Linked DNA regions of Rattus norvegicus: all the other regions are linked to region 2. A link is a contact called in public Hi-C and HiChIP or PLAC-seq data. All regions are on one chromosome and are shown on one strand. Each heading gives the region's core, a stretch centred on a gene start, on an enhancer-like site or on the middle of the called end of the contact. The rest is flanking DNA. Distances are from core to core; before and after follow the strand shown.

Evidence for each region. Hi-C and Micro-C count contacts between places; a contact is called where the count stands out from the background. HiChIP or PLAC-seq counts read pairs in DNA pulled down with a chosen protein or histone mark.
Region 1: an H3K27ac HiChIP or PLAC-seq map of oligodendrocytes shows a contact between it and region 2, with 5 times the contacts expected there. The contact joins two enhancer-like sites. A contact is called at or near these places in 1 of 12 Hi-C or Micro-C datasets (the A7r5 cell line) and 1 of 1 datasets of contacts at active chromatin or transcription factors (oligodendrocytes).
Region 3: a Hi-C map of Schwann cells shows a contact between it and region 2, with 4 times the contacts expected there. The contact joins two enhancer-like sites. A contact is called at or near these places in 1 of 12 Hi-C or Micro-C datasets (Schwann cells) and 1 of 1 datasets of contacts at active chromatin or transcription factors (oligodendrocytes).

The regions. Positions count from the first base shown.
Region 1 is chr7:19,435,099-19,439,328 of GRCr8, reverse strand. The region is part of intron 6 of Syn3 (synapsin III); the gene reads right to left. The region is part of intron 1 of Timp3 (TIMP metallopeptidase inhibitor 3); the gene reads left to right. Among named protein-coding and RNA genes, the nearest start is that of Timp3, 22 kb to the left of the region's middle. Within about 2 kb of position 1,563, at least 30 of the 93 cell types and tissues checked have an H3K27ac peak or open chromatin away from gene starts, as enhancers often do.
Region 2 is chr7:19,678,492-19,682,404 of GRCr8, reverse strand. It overlaps Syn3 (synapsin III), which reads right to left. Exons shown (of 14, transcript NM_017109.2): 11 at 1,932-2,066; 12 at 1,253-1,340. Among named protein-coding and RNA genes, the nearest start is that of Fbxo7, 45 kb to the left of the region's middle. Within about 2 kb of position 2,199, at least 49 of the 93 cell types and tissues checked have an H3K27ac peak or open chromatin away from gene starts, as enhancers often do. A contact at or near this core is called in Schwann cells, where this site is marked.
Region 3 is chr7:19,510,016-19,514,143 of GRCr8, reverse strand. All of the region lies in intron 6 of Syn3 (synapsin III), which reads right to left. Among named protein-coding and RNA genes, the nearest start is that of Timp3, 53 kb to the right of the region's middle. Within about 2 kb of position 2,448, at least 12 of the 93 cell types and tissues checked have an H3K27ac peak or open chromatin away from gene starts, as enhancers often do. A contact at or near this core is called in Schwann cells, where this site is marked.

The DNA of each region.
Region 1 (4,230 bases), core at 314-2,813, 240 kb after region 2:
CATTGGGGATTTCCAGATGATGCCCCTGAATTTGGCAGAGTCGTACGGGGAATCCTGGTATTTGATCTTTCCCATCCTCACGGATATGGGTCTCACCTTCACAGGCTACTGAGGAGAAAAAGTATTATTGCCGCTGGAAAAGACATACTGGTGCTGTGCATCCAGGGCTCCCAGAATGTGCATACCCTTTAACGAACAATTGTTTCTCTAGAATTGTGGTCCAAAGAAATAACTGGGCAATGCCTAAATGTCTCCTACAGGGAAATCTCTTAAATATTATCATTAGATATTAAATTAATTCATAAAATGTTTATATAATTATGTAAATATAGACATGATAAATATAATCACAGTGGGCTACCAAAGAGCCATAAAATAGCTTTTTTCTTTTTTTTTTTCTTTTTTTCGGAGCTGGGGTTTTCTTTGTTTATGAGCATGGAACTGCCCTTGGGACACTTTTGAGTAATAGTAACTTGTTTGTTTTTTTATAATAATAATAATAAAAGACAGGAATACGTATATAGGTACTTAGAGAAAAGTAAGAATGTCTATCTTCTAAAATATCAACACTGTTTATTCATGAGGTGTGTAATTTTGGATGATTGTCATTTTGACCTGTATTTTCCAGAAAATGCAATTTCACCACCGGGACATGTCCCTTTTATAATCATATAAAAGAACAATAGAAAGAAAGTTTGCTCCACAGATCCTCTGCATCTGGGCAGAGGGCTCCATGGTCGGTGGAAGCCAGCAGAGCCTGCTTCTTTTTGGGATGCTCTTTATAGATCCTGGGGTGCTCTCAGATTTTGTGCTATGTTTCCTGGAGCCCTGATTACTATGTGGACTTGGACATTGGATGGTGCTTTCTCTGAGGCACCTGCTCTGGGAGGGATCTGTGGGACCTTCCACAAGAGATTTCCAAATGGAATGTTCCTGTGGAGTTGGGGGATGGGTTGTGGGCGGGCAGGTTTCCTCTGCTTCTCTCCTAAATGGGCCAGCTCTGGGACTGGGAGTTTGCCAAGAGAGTCAGGGAAACCAGGCTTTTGAGGGCCCTCCCTGTCTAAGTCTAGAAATATCCAGGGTCCTGTGGACAGGGCTAAAGCTGGCCCAGGCCTAGAGGGGGCTAGTCCTGGGAAAGGGTGCACACCCGCCAGCAGGGGCAGCTGGTGAAGGAAGGGGAGTATCTCAAGAAAACATGAGGGGCCTTGGGGGTTGGGTTCTGGGCAGACAGTATGGTGACTGGCTGGGGCCAGAGAAAACTTGGCAAGCTCTGGAAGGGCTAGTGAGAGGCCACCTGGGGGCTGGGAGGGAACTCTGGATTCAATGTGAAAAGACCTGGTCCTTGTAGAATCCCATGCCCCCCTCCTCATTTGTTACAGGCATCTTGGGCAATTCACTCCACTCCAAGAGCCCTACCTCCACACCTGAACAGGTGAAGGTCACTGTATGCCGTGTGTGTGTGTGTGTGTGTGTGTGTGTGTGTGTGTGTGTGTGTGTGTGTGTAGGGGGAATAAGCAGAAAGGGTACCATGCAACCATGCAAGACAGCTTTGTGCTGGATCAAACATTTGTCCTAAGTTCACCATCACTAGACCCCTAGTTAGAGAAAGCAAACAAACGTACCTGGAGATCCCAGGCTAGGGAGACGGATCTTTCAAGTGGAGGACACATATATGCACCTATACCTGTATATTACACAATACACAGCATTTTTTTTTTTTGGTTCTTTTTTTTTTCGGAGCTGGGGACCGAACCCAGGGCCTTGCGCTTCCTAGGCAAGCGCTCTGCCACTGAGCTAAATCCCCAGCCCCCACAGCATGTTTTATAAGAAGAATATTTTTAGGAATAGCCGAGGTCAGATCGGTCAGGGGCATGTAGGACAGAAAGTCTGCTTTCATTGGCTGAATAGAGTATGAGCATGGCCCCCTTCTCAAGGGACACCCACATCCTTTTCCCCCATTCCCACTCAGGACCAATGCTTCAGGCATTTGCCTTTGTGATGGAGCAGAGAAGAGAGGGCAGTGTGCCTTCACTCTGAAAGAGATGTTTCCTCTGCACTCCGCATACTAAAACTGCTCACTGCAGCCCGACGTTTTGCTTTTTTTTTTTTTTTAATGAGCACAGAGGATCTGGAAGGCAGAAAGGAACTTTGTTTAGGAAGGTGGCCTCATGCTGTGACTTTGTGACCTAAATGAATAGGCTCCTGGTGGCCCTCAATCTGTCCTGGGACTAGTTGCCTCCAACTTTGAAATAACCAAGGGGGCTTTGCAAGCTCCAAAAGGAACAGATAAGCTTTCCTTCAGGCCAGTCAGCATCTGGCCTCTGTGGGGGAGAGACAGGCTGCAGGGAGGGGGATGGAGGCAAGTGTGAGTTCATGTGATCTGAGGAGCTGTGTTGAAAGCTCTTCTAGCTACCTGTCACCCTGAGATGTCTACAGAGAGCCCACTGACCCCCTGATTGGAGCAAGTGTAGCCTGGAATCACAGGCTGGGGCCTGTGATGTGAGCCAAGGAGCCGCTGACTTGGATTGAGGGACTACTAAATGACGTGTTTGAAGATAGGCGATAGCTTCTAGGTCCAGGTAAAACACGTAAGATGCCAATGGACATGAATATGTACAGAAGGCTATAAACATCTATGTGTGTATATTCATGAGTACACACAGACATTAACATACAAGATGCTTATCACAGATCTTTACAAAACTGTCCAACAAACTCTTGGGGTTGGACCGTATGAATGAACGTATTTGGACTGGCAGAACACAGATCACTGACAAATGTGTTCTGGGTGATTCCAGAGGGGAAACCATGTCTGGGTGTGAGCAGGACTCAGTCAGTCTAGGAGACAGTCTCGAAGGTACCCTGCAAATGCCATATCTTAGTCATGCCATTTTCATTCTGCTGTCCTGCAAAGTCACATCCTTATACAAAGGAAACAATGCAAGAAAACAGGAAGCGGACTGGAAAACTGGCAGGGAGAGCGTGGATCAGGGACCATAGCAGGAAAAACAGGTAACATGTCGAATCCCACGATCCATATCACAGAGATAACAGATGACTCAAACTCTGAGAGAAGCACAGTTCTCTTTCTGTTTGACAGTAGCCAGTGCATGCATACAGGTCCTCTGGTTAATTCCTGTCTTCTAGCATTTTAGATAATACAATCTTTTAGAGGAACAACACTTCTAGATCATGCTGGGTTCTGCAAATATTTACTAGATACCTAGGTGTCTGCCCCTGAACCCCAGCCTGTCACCCAGGAGGTGTCCAAGTGAGCTAGTGATCTCTTTTCTAACTGTGTCCCTTTCCTGCATGATAGCTCTAAGTGCTGTCATACCCACTTCTGGGGCCTAGAGGTATGGCTATGAATCCAGTCTGCAGGCCATATCTCAGTGAACAGTCCTGGAACCCATGATGCTAGGACGTACTCCCCTAGGGGTACTGGGGTTTTCTAGGTCATTTACTTTATGGGGGCAGGACTCTGAAATTGCAGGCCCCTAGCTAACCTGATCTCCAGCTGCCTGTTGCTTTCTTCCTAGTCCTGAAAGGAGGGGGGCCGGCTGGGGAGGAAAGCATGAGCCAGGCCCTCAGCAAATGGTTTCTCATTGGCATCAGCCTTGCCACATTGCTGGGTGTTATCTTACTTCAGTGCAGCACCACCAGCAAAAGCAGAGCCAGGCGTGCCCTCACCCAAAGTCCCCTGCTTAAATATGTGGATTCATCTGGACCGGGATAGCTGCATTAGTCAGGCAGAGTCTGCCACCCGTGTTTCCTTGAAATCCGTCCATACAGGAACACAGATCTCGCTACCCTAGTGCCAAGCCTTGCAAGCTCCTACTTGTACAAACGGATTTCTAAACACGTGACCGTCTGTACCCTGCCTGTGCCTCTGTGCTTTTCTGGGTATTAGGGCAAATCTCCTGTGAGGTTTACAGTGACCTTAGGCAGCAAGGAGAGGAAGGGTAGAGATGAATGAAGGCTATTAATTTCTTTGCTTTCACTCCAGCCCCCTGCAATCCATTCTCCAAAAAGTAGCCAGAGCAAGCTACTGACATGTCAGTTACTTGCCAGCAATGGCTTGTTCAAAGCTCTCCCACGGTTTCTCAACTCCTCAACAAGTTCTAGAAGGTTCTATGGGGGATCTGACCTCTGTCTCCTTGGCTCCTTTCTCATTGTGAAGGAGTCTTGTCTACTCCAACCATTTTCTCTGCCCCCACACCCCCCTCCAGA
Region 2 (3,913 bases), core at 950-3,449:
GGTCCATCCTGTATCCACCTGCTAACAAGCGGTGGCTCTTTTGGAGTAGTGCAGGGATGGTTTTGAGGAAGAATGTCAGCAGCCGAGGGTATAATGTTCTGAGTTTCTTTTCTCTTTCTCACTCTAGCTGGTTGGCTCACAAATGTATGCCCAGGCATCACTAGTGGCTAGAAATAACATTTCCCAGAAGGTTTGAAAGTCCAGGCTGGCAAACCTGCCATCTTCTCATCGTGCCTTCCTGGGCAAAGCTTCAACTTCCTACTTGGGGAAGGGAAATGCTAACACTTCCTCTGCAGAGCGGCTGGGAGGATGAATTCCAGTGCAGAAGGGAGTGGCCCCAGAACAGGGGCTGACATGTTAAATGCTTAGCAATCCTTCTGTTCTCTTTTCCCAACTCCTTTCCCTGACCTCAGGAGGACAGCATCCCTCCTGGGGTCCTCATCATGCAGACGGAGGGAGTATATATAAATAGTAAGGATAAAGCATTAGGAATGGATTGTCTATACCAGCAGTTCTCATGGATCATAGCCCCTTGCGGGGGGGGGGGAGCAACCTTTTCACAGGGATCGCTCAAGACCATCAGAAAACTCAGATCATAATTTCATGGTTGAGAGTTAACACAACAGGAGGAACTGTATTAAAGGGTTGCTGCATCTGGAAGGTTGAGAGCCACTGGGCTAGACTGTCTCCAGCAACCCACTGTTATTGATTTAATTAGTTAGCTGCTCTGTGTATGTGTGTACACGTGGAGGTCAGAGGACACTGAGTGTCTTCCTCTCTTGCTTCCTACCTTACTCCCTCTAGACCAGTGGCTCTCGACCTTCCTGATGCTGCCACCCCTTAATCTAGTTCCTCAGGGTTCGGTGACCACCCAACCACAAAATTCTTTTTGTTGCTACTTTATAGCCGTAATTTTGCTACTATTATGATTCATAATGTATGTGTCTGATATGCAGGATATCTGACATGCAACCCCAGAGGGGTTGAGAACCACTGCTTTGGACAGCATCTCTTATTGAGCTAAACTAACTGGTCAGCCAGTTCCCAGGAACTGCCTGTCCCTCCCTTCCCCCAGTGTTGTAAATACAGACATGTTTGGCTATGTCCAGCTTGTTACTTGTGTGATGGGGATTTGAACTCATGTTGTCATGCTCGCACAGAATGTGTTCTTATCACTGAGACACCTCACAGTCCTCTGCACTGCATTTCAGTTTCATTGATACAGTGTTTCTCAGTGGCTGCCCCATCTTACCTTGTGGAGGTGGCCTTGGCTGGGGCTGTCCGAGCAGAGGTCCTAGCTGGCCTTGCCCTGGAGATTTTGCAGATTTAGTCTGTGGACCCTAGAGTAAGAGAAGAGGAAGGAAGCCCCTGGCTACAGTAATTCTGGTAGGAGGCAAAGCCTTAGATACATCTTTATTTTAAAAATCACTGATGTAAAGTACACAATGCATGATTCTTCAGTGTACCTCCTGATAGGTTTTTAGGATAGCCACGGAAGATGCTGCAAATGCCTCCTGGCTCCTAGAAGCCCCTTGAGTTCAACTACTATTCCTGTGTGTATGAAGAGATGGGTTTCTGTGGGATAAGTAGGGGTTGGTGTTGGGGGAAAGATTTGAAACTTGCTTTCCCAGAAGGCTGACGATTGCTGGGTCGGGGGATGGGAAGCCTGAGACACAATAGTTTCTATTGTCCTGTGCACTGGGAACATAGGGCATCTGTGTGCCTGGATTCTTTCACACATCTCCATTCAGATCCAACATGGAGACAGAGAGATGAACATTGCCATCAATCAATCCAAAGATGATGGGACAGGAGTTTTCTTTCTAGGAGAGATGAGCAAGAAAGGGTCCCTGCAAGGCCCTTGCCAGCCTCTGTCCCCACCCCCTTCTCCTATAGGATGCCTGCCTGGGGTTATCTCAAGAAAACCTTACCCAAGGTCTCAGGGGGGAGGGCACCGAGGCCCCTGGCACCAGGAGTTGGCTCATCTTGGAAACAACAAGGTCAGCCATTAACTGCTTGTCCTCCTCCACATGTTCTCCAATCAGTGGCATTGAACTGTCCATGACCTGGTGTGGGGGAGGAGAGGAGGTTGAAGAACCCTGAAGTTGGCTTTTTATTTCTGGAGTGTTGACACTGCGCTCAAGGCAGAATGACCACTAGATGGCAATGTTCTCCATGCAACGCACCCAGCTGGGCACTTCCTGCTGTCTGGGCTCCCAGCAGACACGCAGTTCTCTCTAGTTCCTTGTGAAGGGCTCCCTGGATTCAGTTCCACTCAGCCTCCACACCCTGGAGTCCAGCAACGTGACCAGGGCTGGGGAGCACGTGTTGACCTTCTCTGTACTCTGGGGCGTCAGTCTCTGCCCCCTCATTTCCCACCCTCTCGTTTCCCACTCCACTGTCCTCCCAGAGCTGGGGCTGGCCCTCTCTCTTCTGGCCCAAGGTTAAAGATGTCCTCAGAGCTGGGAACTGGTGGGGGCTCAATTAGAACAACAACTAACAATTTGACACAGGCTGGAAGTGACCCAGGGTTAACAGAGAAGACAAAAGAGGAAAAACATTGTTCTGGGGGCTCCCAGCTGGACACAGACCTAAAATGAAACTCTCCTTGGGAACCAGGCTGTCCTTAAGGAAGAAGGGGCTGCATTTTGGGAAGTCACGTTGGCCCAGTCTACTTTTGTAGTAGATGGGGAAACTGAGGCGCAGAGGTGTGAGTCAGTGTGCCAGGTGATCACGAGGTACAGGCAGCTGATGGTCTTAAGGGGACATAAAGTCTTGGTGGACTTGGGACAGAGCTGTGTTTGTCACCTCTTTCCTCTACCGTTGGAATTCAGCCTTCCCCTGTCTGTCACCTGATTCACCCTGCCAAACCCTGGCCCTTCGCCCAGCTCTGGGGTAATCGGATATTCTTACTTCCAGACCCTGTACCTAGCTCTCTCTGCCCACTCCTCACCTGGCTAACTCCTCACTCAACACGAAACATCTAGTCCACCCTTCCTCCAGAAACCCTTCAGGACCACACCCGTTCCTAGGAGCCCCTCTGTGACCATGTCTTTGCTGAGCTCACTCAACTGACCCACTGGAGAGCTTAGTCCCAGAATTATCATAAAGTCAGAGTGGCCAGTGTCCTGGGGGAACTATGGGTGGGGGGAGGTCCTTGCAGTAAACTCTGTTTACCATGGGAAGGCCTTGACAGTACAGGGTCACTGAGCGCTGGTGCGATACGGGACACTATTCTAAGACCCAGGTATCGATGATGCCAGTGCTGTCACTTTGCAGGGCTGGGAATGTGACGACAGTGCTCACCTCGCATACCTGGGGCCTTGGCTTCCACCCCCAGCACCTATGATTCCAGCATTCAGGAGGCAGAGGCAAGGGCAACAAAAGTTCAAGGTCTTCCTACATATTGAATTTGAGGGTAGCCTGGGCTACACGGGGACCTATCTTAGAATGAGCCTTCAAGGCAGGTTCTACGATTACATGGTTTCCTCGTCAGGGCTGAGGAAACGGATGGAGAGTTCTATAGCTGCAGGGGCCTCCTAACCAAGCACCAGGCAGATGAGGCGGCCAGGGTTCCAGGCCTATGTTCTGCTATGGACTTGCTTAGGGGAAGTCTCTTGTCTTTTCTGGGTCTATTTTTGGTCGACCAAACTAAGGGTTCAGGCAGCTGCTAAGGCCCACTTGGCTGTGACTTTCAGGGGACCGTGAGTCACGCACCTGGAGTGCCTGAAAATTAAACTGGAGTGTGGGTATGGGTCCCAGAAAGGCTGTACACTGTCCCCAAATGGAGCTCTCTGGGGTCCCAGGCAGTCTCCAGCGGCAGTTACAAGAGTCTGTCCCCAGTGCTCCTGGGCTCCCAGCACCCTGCCAGTCTCTCCTCCAATCTTACCCATTGCCTTCTGCCCTGGATTGT
Region 3 (4,128 bases), core at 1,199-3,698, 170 kb after region 2:
TGAGGGGACCAATAGGACGTAAGACTGATAATCTCTGCCCAAAACTTTCCCCGGTGACCTTGAAAGAGTCGTTTCCTGTTTCTGGCCATCCCCAGCCCCACGATCTATAGATCTTGGATGAGGCTGCCAGCCAGCTTTCTGGAGACATTGAGAGAGGACATGAGAGGTAATGCCATTTGAGATTCTCAGAAAGAGAGCTGCATTAAAGCCTCTCACTTGGCTTTCACATTCAAGACACAATCCAGGCTCTAGGCTTGGCCAACAGTGATGTAAAGCCTGGTGGTGAGGTACCTTCCGAGGCAGGGGCTGGGGATGGGGAGGAAGAAGCTTGCCAGCTAACATCAGGGCACTCTGCTCCCTGGCGTGAAGCTGAGCCTCTGGCTTTACATCTAAGCTGTATATTCAAGACGAGGGATGAGGTTTCCTGAGCTCTGGAGCCAATGATAAAGCCTTTGACAAGGTTTCCAGATGCTTCCAAATAAATTTCTGAGGTACAAGGAACCAGAGACTGGTCATTGGGGGTGACATTTAGGACTAGAAGTCACAGCACCTAGTTTCCACTACTCCACTTGCTATTAAATAACAGCCTCCCTGGGGCTCAGCTTTCTCATCTGTAAAATGGGTCCACTTAAAACCTTCATGGAGAGAAACCTTTGTACATGCCAACTGTCGCTACTGTAATCATTACTGTGTTTCTTCGCTTGTATTAAGTTCCTGTGTATCTGCAAATCTTTCCACCGTCTTAACACAATGGCAAAGCTGTTTGGGATGAACTTCCAATGAGATCCCATTCTCCCCTCTCCCTCCAGACACTCACTGGGACCAGATCATAGTCTTACTCAAGGGTTCACCTGTACCAGTTAAAACAGTCCCCAGCTCACTGTAGCCTTTTGATGACACTTGCTAACTAGGTCCACCCAGCCCCTCTGGACCCGGGCATGTGTACATCATTAATGCCATTCTGCAAATGAGGAAACAAAATATTGCATTCATGGTCACCAACTCTGTGAAATCTGTCTGGTTCCAGTCCAGCCCGATCCCCCCACCTGCTTCCTGATGACTCCCCACTCAGATATGTTCGGTGAGATGGTGCAGGCAGAGGGTGAGAAGGGACCTCTAGATCCAGTTCAATTCTGAGTAGTCCCCAGCCCCATTTTCGGGTTCCGAGTCTGTGGCTGAGTCACCTGATTGCCCTGCATTTCCAAGTGTTTGTATGAAGTTGGGATCACAGTGGCCTGTCCTTCGGGATTGATCTTGGAGGGAGGAGGCTACTTCACAGAGGTGAGACTATTCACTCGTGAGTGTAAGCTTCCCGAGGGTGAAGACCGCGTCCATCTATTTTACTTTGCCAACTTGCTTAGGCCATAGAAATGGAAGCCACACTTACCAGTCATCTGTTAAGGGACAGTCATGTAGTCCCTCTGCTCACCTGCTGCCCTCTCCCACACCCCTTCCCCCAGAGGACTCCTTCCATCCTTCTCTCCTTAGTCCTCTGTCCTACATGCATTTCACTGTCAGATCTTTTCTGTCCCTTTCATGACCCCCTCCGTATTTCTTGACCTCCCCCCATATATACAGACGTATATAATTTCAAATCTAGGGTCTGCACAAAAGAGAAAGTGTGGTGTCTGTCTCTCCAAGTCTGGCCTAATTAATTTAACATAATAATCTCCAGTTGCATCTATTTTCCTGCAAATGCCATGCTCTCATTCTTTATGGCTGCACAAAAATTCTGCTCTGTACGTTTACCACATTCTCTTTGTCCATTCGTCCTGGAGGACTTCTAGGTAGGTTCTATTTTCTGGCCGTTTTGAGTAGTTCCACCATAAACATGGAATAGCAAGTGCCTCTGCTGACACCACACTATAAAGTCATTTCCTGAAGTTACCTACTGACTACAATCAAGACAAAAGCCAAAAAACCCTGAGGTTCAGAGAGGTTACACAAATTGCCCAGCTTTCGCTGCTCCTGACTGATTCAAACTCAGGATTTCCATTGCTCGACTCACTACTGTTTAACATCGGCTCTGGGTCTCAGTTGAATATGGAAGGCTGTCTTTCCCAGTTACCACGATGTCCCCTGGGATAATCTGCACCGAAACACATGGGGAATCGGTGGGTCCTTGAATATAGTGTCTGAATGTCAAAGGATCATGACAGTGACCGATGACCTGATCAATGATGCTCCAGTTAGCTCCTTGGAAGTCACAATCAAAGACCAATGAAGGGAGCTGGATGAGCAGTGGAAGCAGCATCAATACGGCTTAATCTTGCCTGACCAGGATTTGTCAAGGGAGTGGGATAGGAAGAGAACAGCCATTTTACACAATTATGATGACGCACGGGCCTTTCTTGGGCCTAAAATGCTTCCCGAGTCCCGAGGGGAGTCGCATGAATACCTCATTGTGCCCACAGAGGAGGAAGTAACAAAGACTTCTTATCTTGCAGCTCGCCATGCCAGGACCAGAATTATCTTTGACATTCTGGGCTGCCGTGCATTCTCCTCTGGCGGGGTGGCTTCTGGTAGCTGCCTCTTGATAGCTACTGAATGTCCGACATGCTCCTCGGCTACAGCTAAACCTTCGCCATGTCTGTGGCTTTCTTCGGGCGATGGACAGCTGTACATCTCTGTGTCCCAGCACCTGGTGTAGGGTTTGATATGGAGCCTAAACTCACACAATGCTGAACCGAAGCCTGAAAGCTTGGCCAAGTATAGAAGGAATGGCCAAAGCCGTGGGATGCTGTTGGAGTCATCAGTGTGGTCAGACCCTATCGGTTCTGCCAGCGGGACGGATGATCAGTAGGATTTGGACACTGGGCTTAAAGGTGCTGGGTAGTGGACTTCCTGAGAACATCCTGGAAAAGGCGGAGACATTATCAGAACCCAGGACCCACTTCAGTCCAAGCCTGGGTGAGAGAACCAAGGACTGGTAATGAATCCAAAGGGCCAGAAGCCAGGGTTGCACTGAGCCAAATGCTAGAGAGATGTGATCTGAGTGAGAAAGGGTTCAGAAATAAATGGAGACTATAGGCCCATTGCTGCCATGACTGGTAGGTGTAGAGAGAGGCTGGGCCTGCTGCCTTGAACGGCCTGAGCTGGGTGAACAGATGCAGTGCTCTGTCTGATGTCTGCGTGACAGCGACTTGGAGGCATCTCTGCATGTGGGAGCAATTTGAAAATTCCTGAGCCCAGATTAAGCCAGCTAACAATATGCATGGATATGTATGTATGTGGATTTGTCTTCAGTAGGCTTCTCAGCCCTTTGGCCAGCAACCCCTTCTCATGTTATCTTAGCCACCTAGACTCATCTCTAGTGCAAGGGACAGGTAGCAAAGCAAGTTAGCAGATCCCTTGCCTTCTACACACACACACACACACACACACACACACACACACACACACACACACACACACACACACACACAGGTGGGGAAGAACTGTTGGCCCAACACCAGCCAGGCCTCTTTCCTTAAAATTTAGGACTGGTGGGAAGAAAAAGGAGTCAGACAGACAGATTGACAGGCATTCTGGCATCCTGAGCAGCTGGCCACGCAAAGATATCCATGCTTCTGGCTTCCTGGATCTGAAAAGCAGAGGAACCCTATCAGTAGGGAAATAGAAGCACAGAGCATATGCCAGAAAGGGAAGGAGATCAGTGATATGAAAGTGTGTCAGCAGTACTTCCTGGTTCCAGGCTATTCCTGGATTGACTGGTGCCCCGAAATCCCATGAGACCCTTCCCATATGTCTTGAGAGAAATCCTTATTTAAAGATGCTTCTACTGGTGTCTACCAGTTAGTTATTCAGAGTCCTGATACCCCTCCCTCTGCAACCTTTGCTTCCTCCCAATCTAGCACTGCTTCTAAAGGTAGACAGGATCTTCTCTCTCCATTCTCTTCTACCTGTGTGGTACCTATCTCTCTGAAAGGACTAGGAAAAGCTGACTTCCTTGGATCTGGGACTCCTGGTACGATTTATATTTCCTTGAGACAAAAGTAAGGGGAAGGCCACTCTAGCTGCTTCCACTGCTGCTATGGGGCCCTGAAGCTATTTCCAGGGGCATTTGCTATGTATGCTGGACATGCAAGGGTATGAGGCATGTGCTTTCTGTAGGTTCATGCCAGATGG